Linked DNA regions of Oncorhynchus mykiss: region 2 is linked to region 1. The links are chromatin contacts, called in public Hi-C maps. All regions are on one chromosome and are shown on one strand. The core of a region is the stretch at or near the end of the contact, and the rest is flanking DNA. Distances in the headings are between cores, read along the strand shown.

Region 1 (4,256 bases), core at 840-3,339:
CAGGGCAGAAGAGGATAATTGCTTTTGCACTCACATACGCAGGTCGCCGTGCCAGGTTTTACAGTAAATGTGCAGAGTCAGCATGGGTGTGAATGTCATATAGCGATGAGCTCACCGTGCAGCATCATGGACACTGATTGGATTAGGAGCCCAAGCATGCTAATTACCTAGCCTTTATGGAGCATGCTTAATTAATTTAATAGTGCTATGTGCACAGTCAATAAAGGTACACAGTGAGGCTCGTATACTGCACAATAAGCAACTGCAGGGTGTCTCCTGTCCTATTGCCAACCTTAGCACACCCAGGAGAACAGTAAAAGTTATACCCATATAAATGGTTTTAAGAGAGATATGTAGGAATCAGTCGGGAAAAGCATCCCCATTGGTTGGTTCTCTTTATAAACCCTAAAGTCTTACATAATTCTACTATCTGATTGATAGATAGTTTTGCAACAACCATTATTTGTACAACATCCCTAAACATGTGTGTGTGTGTGTGTGATGTGTGTGTCATGGTCTTTCTGTCCAAACCTCCAACCCACATCAACATAAGGACATGAGATCTGTCTGAGTCCCAGCAAATGACAAGAGTACTTGTTTCCTAGGGAATTGCTACAGACATGTATAATGTGGCCTGGGATGACGGCATGGATTAGGAGACCTCCGAACACACAAGCACTGGGATCACATACAGTAGGGCTTCCAAAGCACCTTCCAGGAACGATTGAGTAATGGTAATAATAACCCACCACCGCGAGACGATAAGCCTCTGGCTAAGCCGCGACACGTCAAGCCTGGGCACTGGCGGAGCTAGATGTCCCTGAGGGGTGAATTCTTCGCCAAACCCTCAGCCAGCTGCATGCCAGGTGCGAGCTGCTAAGCCGCTGGCAAGAGAGACGACAGGGCAGACGGGTAATCCTCCTACCATGTAAATTGTCCACAGACAAGTGTACACATGCACGCACATACACACACATGCCAGTGGAGGCTGCTGAGGGAAGGACGGCTCACTCCATTCTGGCCATTATTATGAATCATCCTCCCCTCAGCAGCCTCCACTGATACATGCACACACACACACATAAGTATGAAGAAGTACACATGCAATGCATGCTCACATACACACACACATAGAGACATAAGTACGGGTATGAAGGTGTACACACATTTGTACAAACACACACGCACGCACGCACACAACCACACACCCACACACCCACAGCTTAACTGGAAACCCCATCAAAAGCACACACACTCTTCCAAAATCCTGTCAACTGGCGACGTGTGGTCAATGACGCAAATCTCTAAGGTTCAGTTATTCCTTTATTAAACTGTAACAACAACAACCAGCCACAGAAATGGTGTAAGGGTGCAGAACGACTCAGTTGCCATTTAAAGGCAAAGGTGCACGCAATACCAGACACAGTCTGGTGATGATATAATCCATGTAAGGATGTGCATGCCTGATGGTTTGTATTACTGCAGGTCTGAGCATGTGCCCTCAGAAGCCTAATAGTCAAGGTGGTATATTTTTGCAGCAGCCTGGCCTTGCACATGTAATGCAGCTGACCATCTGTTCTGTTGAGCAGCACTTCTAGGGATTAGCTATCATCTGGGAGATGAAAAGTGCAAACTAAGCCCAGACAGGCATAGGAGCAAGGCTCAGTGCAACTGGCATCATTTTTCGTAAATTAATTGGTCGTAGCGAAAGCAAAATTGTACATGTTGTCTTACTAGTCTAAATGATTGTGCCACACCATGTAGCCTACTGTTCAATATTTCACTTGGCCATTGTTTGCTGCTGTGTAGTCTACCCCAGGTTAGTCAAAATACCTATAGTCGTAGCTGAATTGTTTCTATTTTTCTTACTCTGGAGAAAATACTGTTTAATTGTATCAAATGTAATCATTAGCCTGCTGCTTCTTTTTTTGATGAATTGCTACTGCTCCCTTGTGGCACTTACATTTCAATGCTACCCAAAACTACTTACATTGATTTAAAGAAATCCTAACACATCCCCCCCATCTGGGTTCAACATACAACACTTTATATTCAACCAAATGCATACGCTATCGGTGATATCATGTGATTGGGAATTAAATGTGTGTTATTTTCGATCGGGCGTTCAATGCGGACACCCTAGCTGTCAAATTAGTCAGCGGTCCTACTGGTCCTTTTTGCTGCGAACTTGCGACTGTGTGAGGTCATGTACCACCTTTGATATAAGCCGAAATAGAAATATTCTCTTTGTTAACATAGAAATATCAACCATTTCGGAAGTGATGATGGGCGGTAAATCGAGCACGATAGCCGCCGGTGTTTGCGGGGCTCTGTTCGTTGGCTACTGCATCTACTTCGACAGGAAAAGACGGAGTGACCCCAACTTCAAGAACAGGCTACGAGAACGTGAGTGTTGTCCACGTCCTTTGCAACCCGCTCCGGTCTCTGTTTGGGAGACCTGAGGTGCAACAAAATGCCCGAGCCAGGCCGAACTCGTTTAACTATTCCCAATTGGCGAAGTATAGAAGCTTGCATGGTTACGTTAATGGTTTGTGCATTAGATCTAATTCATTAATTGTCAGCGCACTGCTAACCCCAAAAGTCCTGCACCTAACTAGCCAGTGCTAACCTAGCTAGCGCATAGCAACTCAACTCTGTTCTCTTATAGAGTTGAGCGTTTCTCTGCTAACTACCTCCTTTATCATGTATTAATGTACTTCCTACTCACTCACAACAAGCGTTCTGTTAGTTGAATTCAGACATGGAAAGCTGCACCTACCCTGATTCATTCATTGATGGTGTGTTTTGAACTGTTATGTAACCTAAACCAACCATTCTTGGCTACTAGCCATATCAGACATAGAGCTTGCCATATCAGACATAGAGCTTGCCAAGCAGCCCAAATCCATCTTTCATACTGTAGCCCAGCTACAATTGTAGTCTAGTTAATGTGGAACTGGAATGTGATCTGTATAGGATTTTTATTGTGACATGCATCCATATATGTATTCTAATCATCTCCTGTATTAGAGCAACCTGGATATCCCTGGTGTTACTCTATCCAGGCCTACTACTCATGTAAGGCCATGGGGTTGTCGGTATGAAGAAGCTGATAATGCGCCTACAGAGCATTACACTGCAAACTTTAATGATGAGACTACATAACTCATAAGGGGATATAAAATAAATACACCTCCACACACTACATAATGGCAGTTCTGCCTTGTCTTCTACCCAGAATCCCTCACTCTAATACAGGAGCCAATTAGAATACACACATGGATGCATGTCACAATAAAAATCCTATACAGATCACATTCCAGTCCCACATTAACTAGACTACAATTGTAGCTGGACTACAGTATGAAAGATGGAATTTGGCTGTCAGCTGGCCACAATGCTTTGTACACCTGCTTTACTGCAATTGAATGAGCCATGTTCCTCTGTTAGACTTTTTTTCATTTACCTTCCACTCTGGTAGTTAATCACTCTATCAGAAAAAAATAACTAGGATTGTTTGGCTAGTTGTCACTTGCTATTAAGTATTTCCTGATTCTGACCTGGGTAAACCACTTTATCAAGGGAAGGTGTGTGGATTATTTTGGAGCTTTGTTCAAAGCCAAAGTTGTACTTCAGGGTGTCAATTTAGGATGTTAATGGGACTTCCTTACTGTTCCTAATCATAGTCTTGCATTGTAGGATTGCCTGAGAAACTAAGTTGTCTAAGTACAAACATGAGCAATCCCCAAAGCTATTTATATTAACAGTGATTGTGTTTACCTCTGCCCAAGGGAGGAGAAATCAGGCGGCTGCAAAACAGGGGACAGGACTGTCAAAGGTGAGTAAAATCCCCTCGAGGTACTATTTCTATTCTTCCTCAATGAACACACGTCTAAAGAAGTCATGTCTTGTACACTTCAGATGATACCTTGTGGAAAATAATCTCCAATGACCTCAAGTGGAATAAACAGGATATCTTCACTGGCATGTATTGGGACACGGCAAGGTGATGGCTGGGTATGACTGATTTGAGACTGGAATTAGTGCATTTATTAAACCTTTTGTCTGTACAGTGGTACCGAATTTCAGTCAACACAACTGTATAGCTCCCCAATGGATACAGACCTACTCGACTACACTCTTCTCTCCAAAATCTGTTACTTAAGGCCCACATACTTGACTCGTACAAGAATGGTTCTGTGGCGAAACAAGCCATTGTTTTCCAATGGAGGAAGTGCAAACCCAGCAAGAACTGC
Region 2 (4,256 bases), core at 760-3,259, 180 kb before region 1:
CAATGTCATGCCATTTATCCGCCTCCATCACCTCTTGTTTTAGCATGATAATGCACAACCATGTCAGAAGGATCCATACACAATTCCTGGAAGCTATAAAATACCCCTGTTCTTCCATGGCCTGCACACTCACCAGAAACGTCACCCATTGAGCATGTGTGGGATGCTCTGGATCGACATCTACGACCGTATGTTTCAGTTCCCGCCATTCAACACAATCAACAGCCTGATCAACTCTATGCGAAGGAGATGTCACACTGCATGAGGAAAATGGTGGTCATGCCACATACTGACTGGTTCTGATCCACGCCCCTACCTTTTTGTTTTTAAGGTATCTGTGACCAACAGATGCATATCTGTATTACCAGTCATGTGAAATCCAAAGGTTAGTGCCTAATGAATTTATTTCAATTGACTGATTTCCTTGTATTAACCGTAAATCAGTAAAATCTTTGAAATTGTTGCGTTTATATTTAATTTTACACTGCGAGCTACAACTCAAACAAGGCCTGCACATCACATTATGCTAATAGCCTTACCTCTGATATATTTACGACATGCCTTTCAAGAGAAGTCATAAGGCACAATAAAAGACTCATGCCTATTGAGTGCATGAATCAACTTCACTGTTCATCAGAATCATTTTATATTATTCAACCGACTTAGCACAGTGTTTCACAGGACCGAGGTTGGCTATAGTGACTAACGTCATCCGACCAAGACTACTCTAGTAGCAACGTAGCTCGAGCAGTTCTCGCCACAAAGACCGTAGCACGCGAGTAAGCTTCCTGACACAAATGTCAATCTTCCTAGGGCGCACTCAACACCGTAAACCCCCAACCAAAAATAAGCAGGGCATTTTGACGTGGTTTACCTGCAATTCGGCTCGCTCCACCTCCCATTGCGCTCTATCCACCTCGAAACGGGCCCATTCGTGTTGCAGAAAGTGCAATATCCCCGGAATGTTGTAATGAGCCCTGGCCGCCTCTCCGCCACCGACGTCGCCCGGCTGCTGCGGTCCTTTGCCAGCGCCTGGCAAACCCGAGTTGTTGTTGTTGTTAAAGAACACGCCGGGCCCTGCCTGTTCGTCCATGCCCAGGCCAGGTGTGTGGGTTCAGTTCGCACAAGCTGGCACGACTGTGCTCAGACGGATGGGTTTTCCTTTAACCGCCCCTGTGATATGAAATGGAAAGGAAATAGCTACCTACAGCTCTCTCTACTGGGCAGGCACATTCATGTCGGAGCAGCCAGCTGTCAATTGATGACGTTCACACTCAGCTCCCACCCACATCCAGTGATTTCTTTACCCATTGGTCGATTTACACGATTCACACTGGAATAAGCCAATCGGATATAAATGCGCTGTTGACAACTGTTGTACACTACGTATGATGGAATTTGAAGTTCAAAGAAGATATAGCTGCATTTTCAACCTAAAATTCGCTTGTTCTCTTTTTTTTTTACTGTCATTTTCTTTAATTGGCCTACGGAGTATATTTTTTTGTAACTTAAATTGAAAATGTCATAATGTATGCTACAGAAGTGTATCTGTGGTAGCCATATTTCATATATTATAGCACATTCCATTAATGCATCTATGCATTCCATTGAGCCATTAATCCAGTTGTTTACATTGCACACACACCCAAGCCTATCATCCACGACCCCGACTGAATTTCATGTCCTTTGAAATCCACGAAAATACATTAAACAAAATGTTGCCCTCACATGATGTAGGGCCTACTTTAGTGTGAGAATATTATAAGGCCTCTATGTATGATTTGTGTGTAAGATATTTTAATGACTAAATTACCTCTATATAATGTTTGGTAATTCAAACAGTCTTCTTTTCAAACATCAATTACATGAAACATTACAATCAGGTAATTTATTAGATCTTAACCATTTGGATTGGTTTTACACACAGCGGAGTCATTATGCACGGTCAATTCATTAGCCATATGAAGCGTGCTGACCCAACCCCAAGGTAATGAGGTGATACGTCACTGCGACCACACTATTTAATTTCTGTTGGCTGTTCTACATGGTTAAATTTTTTATAGCCTAGATCAGACAGCAGGAATTGAAGAGAGGAGCCACTTGCCCACATGATGCCTCCATTTGAGAAACCACAGCACCCTAAGTCCTTCAAGCAGAGAAAAAGCTTTGGTGATTATTGAATGTATTGCTTTGCATGTGGTAGACTATGCGTTGCTTTATAATCTCATCCACGTTTTCCATCCCAAACAGCCACGAGAAAACAGGAGGTCGCGGGGATCCGAACAAAGTTTCCAACAAAAATTCCGGTAAGTTCGCCTATTTCTAAAACCGTATTCTACCCTGACGTTCCATTGAATTTGCACCTTCTAAAAGTGACCTTTCCACCCACACACAGGTTATCATTGAAAGGTATCAACGGGAGAAGTACTTGCCGCCTCTTGATAAAACGAAATTCCTGGTCCCCCAAGAACTTTCCATGACTCAGTTTGTCACCATTATAAGGTGTGTCTCCTTTGAGAAACGTTTAGCTGAAATGTTGATTATTTAACTTGGCAAGCATGGCTTAACATGACTGAAATAATGTCTTCAATGTTTGTTTGAGAACTTGTGCATAATTTCAAACTTGGTTATCACCTGATACGTATCAGCCTCGAGTGCCGCGCGCGACTCACTACTTTTATATTACCTGACTTTGTGCAAGATAATTTCCACATTTTGAGTACGTCTTGTCAATACACTCTGCACGTTCTCGTTTCAGAAATCGTATGTCTCTGATGCAGAGTCAAGCGTTCTACCTGCTTATCAATAATAGTGGCCTGGCCAGCATGTCTCTTACCATGGCGCAAGTCTACAAGGACCACAAAGATGACGATGGCTTTCTCTACATGACCTATGCTTCTCAAGAAATGTTTGGTAATTGTGTTGAAATCCACGAGGAGTCATTGCCAATTGCTGGAAATGTTTGAGAAGACATAAATTGCAGGATTGGATAATGTGAGGCCTCGGCTTTTGGCAGGCCCAATAACTGAACTTCGTGTATAGATATAAAATGCAATATATGGATATTTAATATTACTCAATGTTTTTGTATATTGTTTTTAAGGTAATAAATGTTTGAAACTTTTGAGGACCATGCTCTGTATTACATCAGTTTGGCTAGATTGCTTAAAGCGGCAATATGTAACTTTTTGGGCTAAAAAACAAATTAGCATAGAAATGGGAGGTGTAGGTCTGTCATTCTCGTTAAACATGTTTAAGAAGTCGTAGATCTGTTCTGTGTGTTATTTCAGAGGTTTTCTAAACTTTTTGTTTGTATGCCAGCTTAAAGCAGCTGGGAAATATTTAATTATTGAAAAGTGATTTTCCCAGCGGTACAATGATTCAATATTTGAGCCCAATATCAGTTTGACAACTTAGCACTTTAGCAAACATGGTGCAGCAATTTCAGCATATTGCACTTATTTTTGTCACTCGTGCCCCTTCATTTAATTTCCCCAAAATGTGTGGACTTGGACATTGTCTTCAATAGGAACTCTGAGGCATCAGTTATCAAGGAAGGACCTGTTGCCCAAATCGACTCCTATACTCTAGGTTCTTGTAAATATCAGAATTGGGCTGTATGTGTACACGCATAACTATTCAATCCAATATGGGTCCATTTGTGCCATATTGGGGATCAGACCTCGGTTTAAATACTACTTGAAATGTGTGCTTGACTAAACTTGCTTGGCTTAATGAACCAATATAATAGCCCCAAAACCACAACCCTCTATCTGGCACTCCAGGCAGGCTATACAAAGTATTTGAACCAAGGGCTGATTGGTACTCCTGAATAGGAACAATCCTCCTGAAGGTGGCAGTATTGTTCAACCATATCTGTGACTGCACAATGGTTTGAATTTGGATCTTTGTAAGGCTGAAGTACTTGAAGGCTCTTTTAGTTGAGGCTGCAAAATGTATAGAAGCAAGAACCATTCCAACTTCTAGAAAAGTTGGGCTTAAGCTCAGCCTAATGGTTGCATGTGGTCACAGGTCTGCACTGCAAGGGACTGGACACTCCTTATCAGGGAAGGGTTAACCCAGAAAAGGGACTCACTTCCTGAATTTGAAATCAGCCCTTAAGTCCAGTAAATCTAAAATGATTGAATTGCATTTTATTTTGGGTTAAGTGATCCAAGAGTGGTCATCAAAAGGGTCAGTGACATGAACAAGTTAATTTTCCTTGTAGAATAAAGCTATTTTTTTTATAAAGCTGC

Evidence for each region. A called contact is a pair of places that touch in the nucleus more often than the background predicts.
Region 2: a contact with region 1 is called in a Hi-C map of liver, with 8 times the contacts expected there. The contact joins the promoter of LOC110486037 here to the promoter of LOC110486035 in region 1. A contact is called at or near these places in 2 of 3 Hi-C or Micro-C datasets (blood and liver).

The regions. Positions count from the first base shown.
Region 1 is chr13:24,723,843-24,728,098 of USDA_OmykA_1.1, reverse strand. LOC110486035 (mitochondrial import receptor subunit TOM20 homolog) reads left to right here and starts at 2,089. Exons shown (of 5, transcript XM_021557346.2): 1 at 2,089-2,406; 2 at 3,792-3,838. The coding sequence starts at 2,283.
Region 2 is chr13:24,901,056-24,905,311 of USDA_OmykA_1.1, reverse strand. It overlaps LOC110486037 (microtubule-associated proteins 1A/1B light chain 3C), which reads left to right and starts at 2,009. Exons shown (of 4, transcript XM_021557348.2): 1 at 2,009-2,169; 2 at 2,251-2,306; 3 at 2,396-2,502; 4 at 2,759-3,127. The coding sequence starts at 2,109. The coding sequence ends at 2,966. LOC110486038 (striatin) reads right to left here and starts at 1,261. Exons shown (of 18, transcript XM_036940685.1): 1 at 875-1,261. The coding sequence starts at 1,093.